Regions from separate parts of the Sus scrofa genome. Here region 2 is linked to region 1. A link is a contact called in public HiChIP or PLAC-seq data. All regions are on one chromosome and are shown on one strand. The core of a region is the stretch at or near the end of the contact, and the rest is flanking DNA. Distances in the headings are between cores, read along the strand shown. Region 1 holds the start of NSF (N-ethylmaleimide sensitive factor, vesicle fusing ATPase). Region 2 holds the start of WNT9B (protein Wnt-9b).

Region 1 (3,601 bases), core at 996-3,495:
GAGTAAGCGGGTGAGTAGAGATGCAGGAGCAGAACCACAAAGCATTTTAAAGGCCCAGTTAAGGACCTGATCTCCCAAAAGTAAAGAGATGCTACTGTGGAGGGTGTAAGAAGCAAGGGGCATGGAAGGGAACAATGTGCTGAATGGCAGAAGGGGACCTCTTGGTCCCACAGGAGTCCAAGCCAGAAATGATAGCAGTTTGGGAAAGGCGAAAATGAAGTTGTAGAGAAGTGGACAGACTGAAGGGATTTTCAGGATGTTACAGTGACAGAACCCACGTAACTAGTCCAGGGATGATTTGGATATAGTTTAAAGCAGCAATGCTCGAGGCAGATTCTATGGCCCTACTAATAGCCCCCCCCTTTTTTTTGAGGGAGGGGAGGAACAGAACTCAGTGATGGATTTCACTTGGAGGCAGAGGATATGGTGAGGGATGTATTAAGAATGACCCATTCCCAAGGTTTCCAGCCTATTTAAGCAGATGTATTGTAGAGCCACTGATTGAAATAGGGAAAGTACTAATTAGGTGGGCTAAGACCAGTGGTTTGAATTTGAACAAGTTCAGTTTGAGGTGCCTTGGTTTTGAACAGTCAGTTTGACCTATTGATTTGAAACTTAAAGAATAGGTCTGGACTAGGAGTAAAATCTTGAGAATCGTTGCCATATAGACAGCCCTTGAAACTGGGCTTAGACCAGATTGCCTGGGGAAGAAACAGTGAGGAGAGAGCCTAGAGGAATATCTGCATTGGATAACAGAGGAGAGGAGGGTGAGTCTGCAAAAGAGAGGTCTGACTAAAAACAGGAGCGAGGCTGAAGCCATGAGAAGAGCGTTTACCACGAAGGAGGCAACCGTCAACGATGTCAAATGCTCTTGAGACAGTCAGGAAGCCAAGGAATGAAAAATGTCATTAAGTTTAGGGACATGTTTCAGTGAGAGAAGAGGGTCAGAAATCAGAGTGCAATGGGCTGAGGGATGAGGGGGTGGTAAGCAACTGGGAGACAGATACATGGAGACAACTCTATCAAGATTTCTGGCTGTAAAGTGGGAAGAGAAAAGGTGACAGCTGTGTGGATGGAGGAAGGATGTGTTTTAAGATGGGAAAAGCTTGAGTTTGTTAAGAGGGAGCAGGTGGGGATCCTTGGAAGGTGGGAAAAGGCAGAATCTGAAGCACAGGTGGAGGAAGTAGCCATTGTTAACCTGGGGAAAAGAAGAGAAAGAGGCCTCATTAAACGACCTTTAAAGTCTCTTCTCACTCTAGAAGCTCCTGACTGGCGATTTCCTTCAGGGAGGACATCTGCATGTATGCATAATCTATGCAAACTTATTCAAATATACCAGTAGAAATAAATCAGTCAAGCACATGCTTATCCTCTAATGACGCAGTTTATGTCCCCTGGTTTGCCACCAGTGTAATCTCTGGACAGAATCCATCCCTTAGAGAGGTTTTTGCTCCACGCACACTGCAGTACAGCACAGAACCACCCTATCTCCCCTCGTCAAACCCATACTACACCGCGATCTCAGAGGCTAAAGGAGGAAGTAAAATTTAAAAGCCTGAAACTACAACCTATCCTGCTGTATTCGAAACGACTGTCATTCATAAAAGCAAAACGCGACACCTCAAATCCATCCCCACTCCAAGCTAAAGGCACTGCTGCCTGTTCCGGCAGTGACACGTCCCCCAGATGGCCGGGTTTAACACTAAAAGTCATTTGCACCCCCTCCTCCTTCCCAAGTCCTTTCATTGTGAAAAACCAGAAATGGGCTCCTAATGGTCCTTGCCACAGCCCTCGCCTCAATGCAGCAGACGGATCCCCCGCAGTTATTCCAGAGGTGGGACCTATTTAGCCCTCGAAATGGGGTGCTGAGACCCCCCGCAGCCTTTAGTACGGGCTGGGACTGCCATGACCCTGCGGCTACCCTGAGAAGCTGGGGGACAAACCCCAAGGGATGGAAAGGGAGAATTAAGGGAGACCCAGGAGATCCGGGTAGCGAGGGGGTCACCTCTCCTCGAGCTTCCTAAAGAGGCTGGAGTTTCTGAGCAGGGCTAATCCCCTGCCACCGTTTCCCCATCCCACCCTCTCTGGCTCGCCGCCCCTCCAACGCCGCCTCTGCTCAGACTCACACCCTTCCCCTGGTGCCGTCTGGACCTCGAGGTGCCCGCGAACCCGCACCCTCGCCTCGAGCCGCGGCTCCGGGCCGGCACTCACCCGGCCCGCCATCTTCGCAGACGCGTCCAGCTCTGCCGCCGCAGCTGGGCACTCGGCAGAGACCGCCCCCGCCGCGCGCGCGCCCGCCGTCCGCCCTCGCGCAGGCGCGCAGCCTTCTTGAAGCTGCGCGCGCGCGCCTGGCCGCGTCCCCGACGCCCCCGCCTCGCAGGGCGCGCGCAGGCTTGACAGCCGCCGAGGGCGCGGGGGGGGCGGAGGCGCCATTTTGAACGCGAGCGGCGGCGGCGGCGGCGGTGGCGGGGCTGCGACTGTCTTTCTAGAGAGTAAGGGTCCGCTGGCGGCTTTCTCCAGCGGGCCTTATGACAGCTGGCCGTTTTCGCCGAACTTTGTAGCATTGACTTCGATGCTTTTAAACACCGAGCCCTTGCTTACCTCTTTGCAGCTGCAGTTTGCCCTTTATTGGCCTTTTAGCTGTATGCTTCCAGGCCCATTTAAATATGAAAATGTCCATAAGAGCACCCAGCGTGGGTACCAGTCCTTCTCTAGGGGAGATCAGGAATGAGTGGTTGGTTCTGAATTCAAGTTCTGCGTGAATTCAGGATTTTCTACATACGGGAACCTGTTTCCTAGCTCCTTTAAATAATCAACCTCAGCGTTCCCATTTAAGTTAGGCGTAGCCTGGAAAACTCTGGTTAAGATTAATATTTCTTAACGTGTATTCGTAAATTGTGACAGTTCTTTATCTCTGCATATTGTATTATTTTATTATTAAATGTATTTATAAAGGTAACTGGTACCTCCAATGACCTTTAGGAGTTCCCTTGTGGCCCAGCAGGTTAAGGATCATGGTTGTTACTGTTGTGGCTCTGGTGGCTGCCTGGCTCAGGTTCGATTCCTGGCCTGGGAACTTCTGTATGCCATGGGTATAACCAAAACAGAAGCCCTAAATTCAGCTTTTTTCTTTTCTTTTTTTTAATCTTGGTATTTCCCTTCTACCATACCATTTCCTCACTGGGATCTCACGACTGATAGTAATAACCACACACTATAAGAAGAAAGTTTCTCCCAAATAGTCTCCCTAATGCTTGTTTGCCCCTACTATCTTTTATTTCTCTTCATATTTACACAAGGCTATAAGAAATGATAGGATGCAGCAGAAACTGACACGACACTGTAAATCAACTATACTTTAATAAAAATAAAATTTGAAAAATAGAAATGGGAGTTCCCATTGTGGCTCAGCAGTAAGGAGTCCGACTAGTATCCATGAGGATGTGGGTTCGAACCCTGGTCCTCCTCAGTGGGTTAAGGATCTGGCATTGCCGTGAACTGTGGTATAGGTCGCAGATGTGGCTCAGATCTAGCACTTCTGTGATGTTGGCTGGCAGCTGCAGCTCCAATTCCATCCCTAGCCTGGGAACTTCCATGTGCC
Region 2 (3,901 bases), core at 228-2,727, 250 kb before region 1:
CTGTATGTACAGTGCTCTTGAAGTGAATAGAGAGGCTTAGTCATATCAAGTTCAGCCCCTTCTTTGTACAAAACGGGACACTGAGGCAGAGACTGAGTGGTCTTCCCAGGTCACCAGCAAGTTGAGCCCAGAGCTAGTCTGGGCTGACACTACCCCACCCCCTATACATTTCAGAAGAGGCCATTGCCCACAGCCAAGGCATGCTTTAACCAGGGGTCATGACCTGGAAATTAGCACACAGCCCTATTCCAGCCTCTCCTGGACCTCTCAGACCCTTATTCACCCCTCCCTGCCAGGTCCTCAAGAGTAGTGTCTGGCAAGCCACTTGCTTGGTGGTTTATGTTTTTGGGGTTTGGCTTTTGTTTTTTGTTTTTTTGTTTGTTTGTTTTTTGCTTTTGCGGGATGGGGTTAGACTGTAAACCTCACCCTGACTTAGGTTGAAGATTTCAAAAAATGATTTAAAGTAACAGGCTGTGCATACTTGGAGCAAGCGTGGGGTGGAGGTCAGGAAAGTGACTTCACACCCATGACCCCATCGCCCACCCCAAGTCCCTGCAATTCAGGGTCAGAGAATGAGTGATGATTGCCCTGTAACTTGTTCTCCAAACACTGCCTGCTTTCACCTCATTCTCTCCCCAGGTGTCACGCCACCTCTGATCCTCCTTTTCCAGTCATATACACCACCTCCCCTCTCACTCTCTTCACCATTCTCTTGAGAATTCACCCAAAGCCAGGTCTGAAATTTGGTCAGGTTTCCCCCACAGAGGTTTCTCTCCGCGTCTCCAGCTGACACTCCCCACAGTCCGCAGGTTCCTCCATCGAGATCCCCTCCCCCGGCCTCGGTGACAACCCACCCGCCCAGCCAGCCAGCCAGGTCGCTGCTCCGCGGGGCAAAGGCAGAGGGTGGGGAGGGAGACCCTGGCAAGGGCTATGGCTAGACAGAGCCCACGATGGGGGCTGACAGAGCAACGAGTGAGGGTCAGAGAGGATATCTGAGCCCGAGACTGACGCCTGGACCGGAACAAGGTCCGAGACGCCTGCAGGGGTCCGGGAGCCTGCACCGGGCCAGGGTCCGAGACCTGATGGAGTGGGCGGGATGAGGTCTCGGACAGGGCAGGGGAGAAGAGCGGAGGTGTAGGGGATCAGAGCTCGGACCGAACCTGGGAAGCCAGAGAAGGCGGTCGGGGCGCGAACTCCGACCCTGAGGTGCGGCCAGTGCTACCGGGGCTAAGGACTGAGTTCGAGATCCCACCCCGGCCACCAGCGGGAAGGAAAAGTTGGCGGTGCTGCAGCGGGAGGAGGGGAAGGCAGGCGAACCGGGGCGCAGCGGGCACTGACCCGAAGTAGGCGGCGGCGGCGGCGGCGGGCAGCGCCAGCAGGCAGAGCGCGGCCAGGGCCAGCGCGGGCGGGGGGCGCATGATGCCGGCGACGCGGCGCCCTGTCGCATCTCCTCGCGCTGCTCAGTGCTCGCAGCGCCGCCACCAGCCGCCTGCAGGGCTTTAAACCCGGGTGGTGTGGGGCGGGGCGGAGCGGTTGGGGGGCGGGAGTGGCGCTTGCAGTGTCCCGGGGCGGCGAGCCCCCCGCCTCATTGGCCCCGCCGGCTTGCTCCGCCCCATCGCGGGTGGGGCCACCGCCCCGGGTCCGCCCCCGCCCTGCCCCCCAGCTCCCCTCCCACCCGCCCCAGGTGAGAGCTCACCTGAAGCCGCTCGGGCCGAAGAACGCGGCGGCTGAACCCGAAGGCCCTCGGGCCTGGAAGGCGAGGATGGGGGTACGAGGCGGGGACCGGGGGATTTCTGCCTCCCTGGGCGGGTGGTGGGACGCGCAGAATTCCCTCCCCTCACAAGGAAAAAGGGGTGGGGGGCATAGAAGGAGGGAGACGCTCGGAGTCCCGGAGCTGTGTCTCGTCCGCTCTCCCGCGGGCGGGTGCGCGTCCCTCTGCCCCAGCTCCGCGACTCTTCGAAGGCCGGGCCTTCGAATGCGGACGCAGAGCCGCTCTTCCAGAGCAGGAGAAATGCACGTCTAATGGCAAAGGGAGTCCTGGGAGGTGCCTTGGTCTCAGCGGAAGGGGGAAAGGGAGCCCAGTTTCTAAACAGGACACTGTCTGTCAAGGAGGAGCCCTCAGTGAGCATTTGGTGATGTTCAAGGAACAAAAACCTAGATTCTCCTGTCAGTGGGGCAGGCAGAGCCGGGGCGGGGGAGGAACCTCCTTTCCAAGGTGCGCAGATGCTAGAACTTCCCTCAGACAGCATGGAAATGTCCAGTTTGGGGCCACGACGCTCTGTCTTGCTAAATTTTTTAAAAAGTTTAACCCTAATTCCTGCAGCGAAGGTGCCATGATCAATGCAGTGGGGGGCACCGGTCTAGGAAAGCAACATACAAGTCATCCAAGCAAGATTCATTGCGGTTTTGAAAGTCTTGAACATGGGGTCAAATCCAGGCAAACAAATTGTGACTTGTCCTGAATGCCAAGATCTGCATGTAAAGTTTCCCCCAAATCAACCATGCATGCAGAACACTAGGTGACAGCGACCTTGGCTTTGTGGACACGAAGGGGTTGAGAGACTGGTGGGAAGATGGGAGCTGCAATATTAACAGAGGAAGCCACTGGCCACAGTGAGACTTTCTGAGCTCAGTTTCCCTGTCAAATGAGCAGAGTGATTAGCTAATCAATGATCTTTAACAACTCTGCCAGCGCTATCAAATCTCGTTCTGTTGATGAAGGCGCAGGACCTGAGTAAGTAAATGATGAACTCAGATATGAAATGGGGATGATGACAAATATCTCACAGGATTTTTCTGTAGAGATAAGAGTGATGCCAGGAGTTCTCGTCATGGCTCAGTGGTTAATGAATCTGACTAGGAACAATAAGCTTGTGGGTTTTATTCCTGGCTTTGCTCAGTGGGTTAAGGATCCGGCGTTGCAGACGGTGTATGTTGGTGTAGGTTGCAGACACGGCTCGGATCCCATGTTGCTGTGGCTGTGGTGTAGGCCGTGGCTACAGCTCCGATTAGACCCCTACCCTGGGAACCTCCACATGCCGTGGGTGCGGCCCTAGAAAGGACAGAAAGACCAAAACCAAAACAAAAAAAAGAGTGATGCCAAATGCCTAGCAGGTGCTGGCTTTCATTTCAGGGGTTGTTATCCTGCAGGCAGGACCAGTGGTGTGCTGGTGCTTACAACTGCTCTGCGAGTCAGGCAAGAGTCTAACATATAATTTGCCAATTTCTGTGCTGCAAATATTGCCATCGCGACTGATTTCAAGCTATCAGTGTGGCGTCATCTTGATCTCTGGAGTTAGAAAGAGATTTGTACAGGTGGCTCTGCAGGCCAATCCGAACCAGCTCCAACACATCACTGGTAAGACCTTGAATCAGGCTTAGCAAGGCTCAGAGGAGGGGATGCCAAGCTGGACCAGTGTGAGTCAGGGAGGAGCAAGAGCCCCCACCAGGCCCCAGCCACCCCAATGGGCACCTGAATTCAGGCGAGGGAGGTGGGAGCTGCCCCAAGTTCCCTTCCTTTCCTCATGCCCGTGAGCACCCAAGGTGCACACAAGCACACACAAGCCTGCAGGTGCCTGGAGAGGGTGGGGGAAGGGGGAGGCACATTCTCCCAAAGTGACACTTTTTCAACATTTCATAAAAGATATATGTTGACATCTGACAGTTAAGGCTGCAATGCAGAGAAGTTGCAGGAAGCACCAAAGATGTATGGGAGACATCAGTGGTGGGGCAGAGGCACACATGGAAATATCCAGATGGAAGTTCTTGAGCCTCCACTAGCCCACGATGTGGCGCCTTCCTTCTGAGGTTAGAACCAAACGCTGCTGGCCTCTGCCTGCTGGGGTGACCCCCCAACTTACCCATGGAGGCTTCAGAGTTCTGCTTCGGCCTTACTGGTCAG

Evidence for each region. HiChIP or PLAC-seq counts read pairs in DNA pulled down with a chosen protein or histone mark.
Region 2: a contact with region 1 is called in an H3K27ac HiChIP or PLAC-seq map of skeletal muscle, with 3 times the contacts expected there. The contact joins the promoter of WNT9B here to the promoter of NSF in region 1. A contact is called at or near these places in 2 of 47 Hi-C or Micro-C datasets (embryonic fibroblasts and epiblast stem cells) and 1 of 2 datasets of contacts at active chromatin or transcription factors (skeletal muscle).

Annotation. Positions count from the first base shown.
Region 1 is chr12:17,457,757-17,461,357 of Sscrofa11.1, reverse strand. It overlaps NSF (N-ethylmaleimide sensitive factor, vesicle fusing ATPase), which reads right to left and starts at 2,245. Exons shown (of 21, transcript NM_001244560.1): 1 at 2,212-2,245. The coding sequence starts at 2,223.
Region 2 is chr12:17,706,622-17,710,522 of Sscrofa11.1, reverse strand. WNT9B (protein Wnt-9b) reads right to left here and starts at 1,477. Exons shown (of 4, transcript XM_021066827.1): 1 at 1,339-1,477. The coding sequence starts at 1,418. All of the region lies in intron 5 of LOC102167870 (a long non-coding RNA gene), which reads left to right.